2 separate regions of the Mus musculus genome follow, and region 1 is linked to region 2. Evidence: chromatin contacts called from public capture Hi-C data. All regions are on one chromosome and are shown on one strand. Each heading gives the region's core, a stretch centred on a gene start, on an enhancer-like site or on the middle of the called end of the contact. The rest is flanking DNA. Distances are from core to core; before and after follow the strand shown. Region 1 overlaps Dop1b (DOP1 leucine zipper like protein B). Region 2 overlaps Rcan1 (regulator of calcineurin 1).

Evidence for each region. Capture Hi-C pulls out chosen DNA fragments and counts their contacts.
Region 1: a capture Hi-C map of embryonic tail shows a contact between it and region 2, with 4 times the contacts expected there. The contact joins two enhancer-like sites. A contact is called at or near these places in 2 of 9 other capture datasets (embryonic stem cells and embryonic tail).

What each region holds. Positions count from the first base shown.
Region 1 is chr16:93,766,317-93,770,688 of GRCm38.p6, forward strand. Dop1b (DOP1 leucine zipper like protein B) reads left to right here. Exons shown (of 37, transcript NM_027293.1): 19 at 3,078-4,372. Among named protein-coding and RNA genes, the nearest start is that of 2310043M15Rik, 26 kb to the right of the region's middle. Within about 2 kb of position 1,440, at least 82 of the 459 cell types and tissues checked have an H3K27ac peak or open chromatin away from gene starts, as enhancers often do. A contact at or near this core is called in embryonic tail, where this site is marked.
Region 2 is chr16:92,411,348-92,415,684 of GRCm38.p6, forward strand. The region is part of intron 1 of Rcan1 (regulator of calcineurin 1); the gene reads right to left. Among named protein-coding and RNA genes, the nearest start is that of Gm29805, 31 kb to the left of the region's middle. Within about 2 kb of position 1,709, at least 50 of the 459 cell types and tissues checked have an H3K27ac peak or open chromatin away from gene starts, as enhancers often do. A contact at or near this core is called in embryonic tail, where this site is marked.

The DNA.
Region 1 (4,372 bases), core at 190-2,689, 1.4 Mb after region 2:
GTGAGCAGCCTCACAGTCCTGGGGGGCGGGGGAGGCAACAGGTGCTGCACCCACTGCTGTGGGTGCTCACCGCTCACACGAGTGACTGTGCCTTGGAAACTGATGGGGACATTCACATTTTAAGCACCACAGGAATTAGCACTTTGGACCAGTAGGTGTGGGTTGCTGTTTTCACTGAAAAGTCATGGCTTTGTTACTGAGAGGAAATATTTGAATCATGCAATATATATTATTATTAGCTGTGGTAACCTTGCTGTGCAACAGGACACTAAAAACTCACCCTCTTAGGTAAGAGTCTCCATACCCTCTGGCCAGCATGTCCCCTTGCCTTCCTCACCCAGCCTCTGCTCTTACTTCACCTCTGTGGGAGTAGATTCTAAATGTTGTCACTATAAAAGAGATGGCAAGGTGAGTTGTGTGTGTGGTTTGTTTAACCACCCATGGTATAAATGCACATTTAGAAAACCACACTGCATCCTGTCAAGATGGGAACGTGTCATCTCCAGGTGATACACTCTTTCAGGTTAGTAGCCCACATTTTAATAAGCACAGGGATGCTCTATTGTTTCACAGGAGAAAACATTCCATGTGTGTCTCTAGTGCACAGTAGAACCCCCTCACCAGTGCCCCTTGCCTAGCAGAGGGGTGGTGCCGGGTGTAAGCACCATTGTTAATGGAAGTCCCCGAAGCCCCTCTGCATAGATTTGTACCCCTAGTCTGGGACAGTTTCCGGTTACTAAAAATGTCACCTTCCTATGAAATCTGGTCAGTTGTCCCTTATGTTTGTCCTAGTCTTACGGGGAGCAACAGTGCCACCCTAAGGTGGGTGGAGGGAAAGGAAACAGTCTCCTTTGTGCAAGGCTCATCCCAAACCTGCAGTGGGGGTGGAGTGGGGAGTGGCCTACCTTCTCCAAGAGACTGAATTTATTCCACAGCCTAGAAAAGGGATGATTGGAGAACTACACACTACACACCTTCATTATGCTCTGCATGGCAGCTCTATACTTTAGTATTTCTTTTGTCTTTTGTTTTATTTGTATGTGTGTGAGAATAGATGTGTGCCACACACACACATACTGTATGGGCACATGTATGCCATGATGTGTGCCCCCCCCACACACACACATACTTTATGGGCACATGTGTGCCATTACACCTGTGCAGATGTGTGCCCCCACACACACATACTGTATGGGCACATGCTGCCATGGCACCTGGGCAGAAGGCTTTTCTCTCTCACTGTACAGGTTCCAAGGATAGAACTCGAGCCATCAGGCTTTGTGGCAAGCAAGCTGTCCTGCCAGCCAGCTCCCGCCCCTCCTCTTTCTCCCTTAAAAAAAAAAAAGAAAAGAAAAGCCCCACTGTGTGGTTCTTCGGTTTCTGTCTCCCCACTGCCTCATTACTTCCTGTTTCCTTCCTGGTGCCAGTGTAGCTGCTCCCTGGCAGTACAAGAGAATGAAGAAAGGGAGGTGCCGCCTGCCTTGCCATGTCTGTGCTGCTATGGACTGTGCGCTCACAGGCTGTCCGTTTCTGGCTTGCAGGCTGTCTTGTCTCTGGCTTGCAGGCTGTTTGTCTCTGGCTTGCAGGCTGTCTTGTCTCTGGCTTGCAGGCTGTCTGTCTCTGGCTCAGGCTGTCTGTCTCTGGTTTCCACTGTTCCTTCCTCTCTTCACCCTGCATAGACTTGTTGAAAACTACTTTACCAAGAATTTTCATAGTATCAAAATCTTTGGATTTTCACCTCTCTTAAAAAGAGAATTGATGGGCTGGAGAGACGGCTCGGGTTGAGAGCACCAGTTGCCCTTCTAAAGGACCCAAGTTTAAGTTCCAACACCCACATGGCAGTTTGAAACTATCTGTAATTCCAGTTCCACGGGATCTGATAGCCTCACACAGACATACATGGAGGAAAACACCAATGTAAATCAAATTTAAAAGAGAGTTGGTATTTAAAAGTGCTGTATACTTTCTTATTGCAGAAGTGTTACTGTGTCTGTTTTAAAATTTAGGTAGCGGCATAGGAGCTCACAGCTGCAATTCCAGCACTCGGTAGGCTTGGACAGGAGGGGCATCACCTGGAGACTGTTTGGACCATTTAGCAAGCTCCTGTTTAAAATGATAACAAAAGTGAATCAAGCTGGCACGGGAATGCCAACTGGGTGACAGCACTGAGAAGACAGTCCCTGGAGCAAGCTGCCTAGGGAGACTAGCCATATCTGAGAGTGCTGAGCTGAGACGCCAGCCTCAGGCCTCCTCACATGCACACACATGTACCCACACACATTTGAGCATACAGTGCATAAACACATACAGAAACACCATGAATGCACACATACATGCGCAGAAAAAAAGGAAGAAAGAAAAGAAAAGAAAAAAATCCTCCAAAAAATTCAGAAGTAAAGGTATTACACAGAGATCCCGACAGTGTCAGCGGATGAGCTGGGCAATGCTGGTGGGTGGCAGATGCTGTGTGAGCTGGGCACTTTCTCCAGTGGGCTCCTTGTGTAGCTGGATGCTCCCTCTCACGTCCCTGTACAGACCTCATAGTCATGGGCATTGGCACGAGCTTTACAGCCCAGCGGCGTGTCAGGTGCAGGCATGCCCCTCACCATTCCTGCGCCCTTTCTGTGGCTCTGGGGTGGGCACACTCTCCATTTTCTCTACATACTGTTCTAGCGCGTGCCCCATCCTCACAGCTTTGAAACCTGCTGATGTTTCTGTGGAATACATTTCCAAAGAGGGAATTCCTAGGGAAAAAATCACTTATGTTTTTCCAAAGTGTAACTAATGCTCACAATCCCTGGATATTGCTAAGAGCCGGGTGCCCAGTGCACCAACCCCAAGCTTATGCGGTGCTGGGGATCAAACCCAGGGCCTTCCATACTCTAACTTGACACTCTCCCAACTGAGATACCTCTTCCAGCTAAAGGACAATTTTACAATGCTCTGTCTCTGTTTTGCCCATGACTTGATACAGTTCCAGTGGGCATTGTCTCCTTTAAGCCAACGATCACCTCAGAGCTAATTTGTCATCTCTAGCAATTCTGGTTTAAAGTCCTTTGTCATTTTGTGATTTCCAGAGGATTTACACCGTTGGTTTAACAGGAAGAAGCCCACGTGCAAAGAGGCGTGTGGTGAATCTGAGCCGCAGGAGGGTGCCCCTGAGGAACGCCTGCCTCGAGGACAGTTCACCACCGTGGATCGAGAAGCCATCTGGGCTGAAGTAGAGAAGGAACCAGAGAAATGCCCACCAAGAAGTGATCTAAGTGAGGAAGACCTGCCCTACTATGTGGACCTTCCAGACAGGATGACCTCTGGTGGCGGGGATAGCAGTGAGCACACAGAGTCTGCAGACACGAGCTCTGGCCACACTGACAGTGAGAACACATCCACTTTCTCATCTCCCTCCCACGATCTGCAGGACCTGAGCCACGAGGAAAACTGCTGTGCTCCGATCCCCATCGGGGGCAGGGCATACTCCAAGCGAGCGGCCTTGCTGGCAGCCTTCCAGCCAGAAAGCCCCAGGTCCAATGCCAGGTTAAGCCTGGTGCGAGCAGACTCAGACAAGACACAGGCTTCCGAGTCGTTTTCCAGTGACGAGGAGGCTGACGTGGAGCTCCAAGCCATCACCACATCGAGGCTGTTGAAGCAGCAGAGGGAGAAGCAGGAGACAGTCGAGGCCTTGTTCAAACACATCTTGCTCTACCTGCAGCCCTACGACTCCCAGAGGGTCCTGTATGCCTTCTCCGTACTGGAGGCCGTGCTTAAGACCAATCCCAAGGAGTTCATTGAGGCTGTGTCCAGGACGGGCATAGACACCAGCTCCACCGCGCACCTCAACCTCATCTCCAACCTCCTGGCACGCCACCAGGAGGCCCTCATCGGCCAGAGCTTTTATGGCAAGCTGCAGACCCAGGCCCCCAATGTCTGCCCCCACTCCCTGCTCATTGAACTCCTTACCTACCTCTGCCTGAGCTTCCTCCGCTCCTACTACCCCTGCTACCTGAAGGTCTGCCACAGGGACATCCTTGGCAACCGCGACGTGCAGGTCAAGAGCGTGGAGGTCCTCATTAGGATTACAGCACAGCTGGTCTCCATGGCCAAGTCGGCGGAAGGGAAGAACACGGAGTTCATCCACAGCCTGCTGCAGAGGTGCAAGGTCCAGGAGTTCGTCCTGCTCTCGCTGTCCGCGTCCATGTACACCAGCCAGAAGCGCTACGGCCTGGCCACCGCCGACCGGGGCGGCAGGCTCCTCGCGGAGGACAGCCTCTTTGAGGAGAGCCTCATCAATCTGGGGCAGGACCAGATCTGGAGCGAGCACCCACTGCAGATCGAGCTGCTCAAGCTGCTGCAGGCCCTCATCGTCCTGGAGCAC
Region 2 (4,337 bases), core at 459-2,958:
AGCTCCCGTGAACACCCCCACAAGAGATGTGAGGAATGACAAGCCCACCTGTGGTTTCCAGTCTCTGGACCACGTCCTAGCTCCAGCCACCTCTCAGCTTGGGTCCTGCCTCACCTGTGACCAGCTCCGGCCACACTGTCCTTGATCACTGATGTTCCCTAAGGCTGTCTTCATGTATGGTGCTCTGAGTCAAACTCTCCCCCCTGGGAGCATCTCCCTCACCCTTTCCTGGTTCATTCGTCCTTTAATAGGAAGTTAGAAGCTCCACTCTGGCTGGAAAGCCTGCCCTGGACGCTTCATGTGAGGGAGCCTGCTGCTGAACTGCATTTTTCTTCTGGCCCAGATGACAATGACAATGTGAACCATGTGTGTCCCTTTAACAACCCAGGCTGTCCATGTGACTCCCCAAGGGCTGGAAAACCAACACCCATACGCTCACACCTTCGCCATTTCTGGGCACCCAGGAGGTGGCTGGGTCTCTGGAATGCTGGGATGGATGAACTAACTGTGCAGCTGCTGTAGACTCCAAAATACTGACCCACAAAGAAGAGACGGGGCTTAGAGGATGGACAGTTGGTGCCGCAGCACCGAGCACCCTGAAGATTGGCTGAGGTAGAAGATGATGTAAGTTTAAAATGAAGGGGGGGCGGGAGAAAGGACCGTAGGGGGTCCTCATCTCTGGATGTAAGTTTTTGTTCTTTTTTGTTTTTGTTTTTGTTTTTTTTAGCATTCCTTCTGTCAGTGTTTCTAAGCCTCTTCCTTGTGGGAGGGGCCTGCTGACCCGAGGGGAGGCGCCCACTTCAGCTGGAGTCACAGTCTGTGTGGCAGCTAGGAACAGTAAGCAGCTGGAGTGACTGGGAAGGGGTGGCAAAGGCCTCCTGTGGGTAGAGGAGGGAGGTCCCACAGGAGCGCCAAGGTCTGTCAGGAAAGTCAGTGAGGACGCTGTGTGCTGTCTTAGGGTTTTGGAACTTCCTATAGAACTTAACGGTGACAGCCGCGGGTAAGGGCCGGGCGGGTACAGCATCACCCTGTGTGCTACAGCTGAGCACCACACAGGCCTTCGAAGGGATGTGTCCCCTCAGGAAACACAAGCGCAGTGTCACGGCGGAGCCACACGGCCGGGCTAGGCTCATCCCCACCCTCAGCACCAGACTCTCAGCATCAGAGGTTGGCTGGCCTGAGTATGGCAGGCCTGGCAAACGCGGCTCTGGCAGGCCTTGCCCTCCTCCCCATTCCCCCTGCCTTGCTAAACCCTGGTAACACTGGTAACACTCCTGAAGCTAGTCCCTAAGGCCCATTCCCTTATTTGGTCACTTCCTCCTTCCAACTACTAAGCTAACTAACTACTAAGGTCCAGCTGTCAAAGTATTGAAGTCCAGCAATCAACCTAATTAAGATGTCTAATTAAAACTCCTCATCCTAACGTGGGCTTTCCCCTTTTACCTTTGTAAACTGTCATTTGCTATGGGCCCTGTCTGTGTCCTCTCTATCCAGAGGTAGTCCTTTGTCCCTGCCCTCTCCCTCGTTCCCTTTCCCTTCTTCCTCTGTCTGTTTTTGTCTCGCATTCCCTGCCCTTTGTCCCTCCTGAACTTGGCTTTGGAGGTCCTGCCCGATACAGATCCTTTCAGCTGTTTCCTGCCCAGTGGGCCGACCACAGCCAGGCAGAGTGGGCAGCTCAGCAGGCAGGATCCTGCATGGTGTCTCTCAGAGCTCTCGGGGCGCTCTGAATACTTGACATCTGCTAATAAAGGATGGTGCTGTTGTAGACGGGGCCTTAGTCCCTGTGGAGAGTGAACTGCCCCCAATCTAAGGAGGCCATTCAGAAAGGGGGCAGCATATGGTGGGCCCCAGAGAGGCAAGAGCAGGCACTGAGACATGCTTGCTGCGTGTGTCTGGGGAGGAGGAGCTCACCAGGTAGGAAGACCCAGTGTCCTAAGAGTCTGAGAGCCCTGTTTTCCCTCAGCACTGCAGATGAAACGATCTCTGTCTGTGAGGCCTTGTCACTTGCCTTCTGGGCTCCTCTTCCTGCACCCCCAGCTCTTGCTCTGCTGGCTTCTCTTGATTGTCCTGAACACCAGCCACTGTCCTCTACTTGTTCCCGAAAGTTTGAAGCCTCGTGGAGACTGCCAGATCTCCTGGGAGGGCACCCTTAGAGAATAGTAACTCGGGGATCTAAAATTAAGCAGGTTGTCCTACCATGCGAGAATAGCCCCGGCACACCAAATGCACTCACTTAATTTCTCATTCAGCAGGTAAGAACGGCCTCTTTTAATATACAACACCTGTGAAATGTGTCACTTCAAACAGGTGCCAAGCAGATCCCTGTCCTGCCCACAACTCAAAAGGTGGGTTGGATTACGCAGGCAGAAATGCTGAAAGGTTTCAGGCAGTCTTAAGTGAGTCCTCACACACACAGAGAATGCTCACACACAGAGAATACTCACACACAGAGAATACTCACACACACAGAATGCTCACACACACAGAATGCTCACACACACAGAGAATGCTCACACACACAGAATGCTCACACACACAGAGAATGCTCACACACAGAGAATGCTCACACACACAGAATGCTCACACACACAGAGAATGCTCACACACAGAGAATGCTCATACACACAGAATGCTCACACACAGAGAGAATGCTCACACACAGAGAATGCTCACACACAGAGAATGCTCACACACACAGAGAATGCTCACACACACAGAATGCTCACACACACAGAATGCTCACACACACAGAGAATGCTCACACACAGAGAATGCTCATACACAGAGAATGCTCACACACACAGAGAATGCTCACACAAAGAGAATGCTCACACACAGAGAATGCTCACACACACAGAGAATGCTCACACACAGAGAATGCTCTCACACACAGAGAATGCTCACACACAGAGAATGCTCATACACACAGAATGCTCACACACAGAGAATGCTCACACACAGAGAATGCTCACACACAGAGAATGCTCATACACACAGAATGCTCATACACAGAGAATGCTCACACACAGAGAGAATGCTCACACACAGAGAATGCTCATACACAGAGAATGCTCACACACAGAGAATGCTCACACACACAGAGAATGCTCACACACAGAGAATGCTCTCACACACAGAGAATGCTCACACACACAGAATGCTCACACACACAGAGAATGCTCACACACAGAGAATGCTCACACACAGAGAATGCTCACACACACAGAGAATGCTCACACACAGAGAATGCTCACACACACAGAATGCTCACACACAGAGAATGCTCACACACACAGAGAATGCTCACACACACAGAATGCTCATACACAGAGAATGCTCACACACACAGAATGCTCACACACACAGAATGCTCACACACACAGAATGCTCACACACACAGAATGCTCATACACACACAGAATGCTCACACACACAGAATGCTCACACACAGAGAATGCTCACACACAGAGAATGCTCACACACACAGAGAATGCTCACACACAGAGAATGCTCACACACACAGAATGCTCACACACAGAATGCTCACACACACAGAATGCTCACACACAGAGAATGCTCACACACACAGAGAATGCTCACACACAGAGAATGCTCACACACACAGAATGCTCACACACACAGAATGCTCACACACACAGAGAATGCTCACACACACAGAGAATGCTCACACACAGAGAATGCTCACACACACAGAATGCTCACACACAGAGAATGCTCACACACACAGAGAATGCTCACACACAGAGAATGCTCACACACACAGAGAATGCTCACACACACAGAATGCTCACACACACAGAATGCTCACACACACAGAATGCTCTCCCACCAGCTGAGGGCTGCTAACAGGAGGGATTTCCGGAGATAACAGGGCGGGCGTGAGGCCCTGTCTCTGCAGAACAAAACAGCAGCAGAAGATTCAACATTTTTTCAGGCCATACGGTGTTGTTGTTGTTTTTGTTTCCCCTCCCTCATTAAATAAAACCCCATCTCACAAAAGCTCTCTATTCCTGTCCGTTCCTCAGCCAAGAACTCGCTACACACTGGCTAAGAGGGAATGACCTTAAAAAGTTGATCTTATGGTGTGATGACAGTTTCCTCCTTATTTAAAAAAAAAAATAAAGAAGCTAGTTTAAATAAATAGTATAGAAACTTTTTTTTCCAAACTAAATAGGCTGTAACTGACAAATAATTGCTGGTATAATTAAATTACTTGGAAAAAAAACACACCAAATTACTAGAGTACTAACAACCCTCCTGTTTATTCTAGAAGTCAATGAAAAAACAAACAAACAAACAAACAAATCTCAACAAGA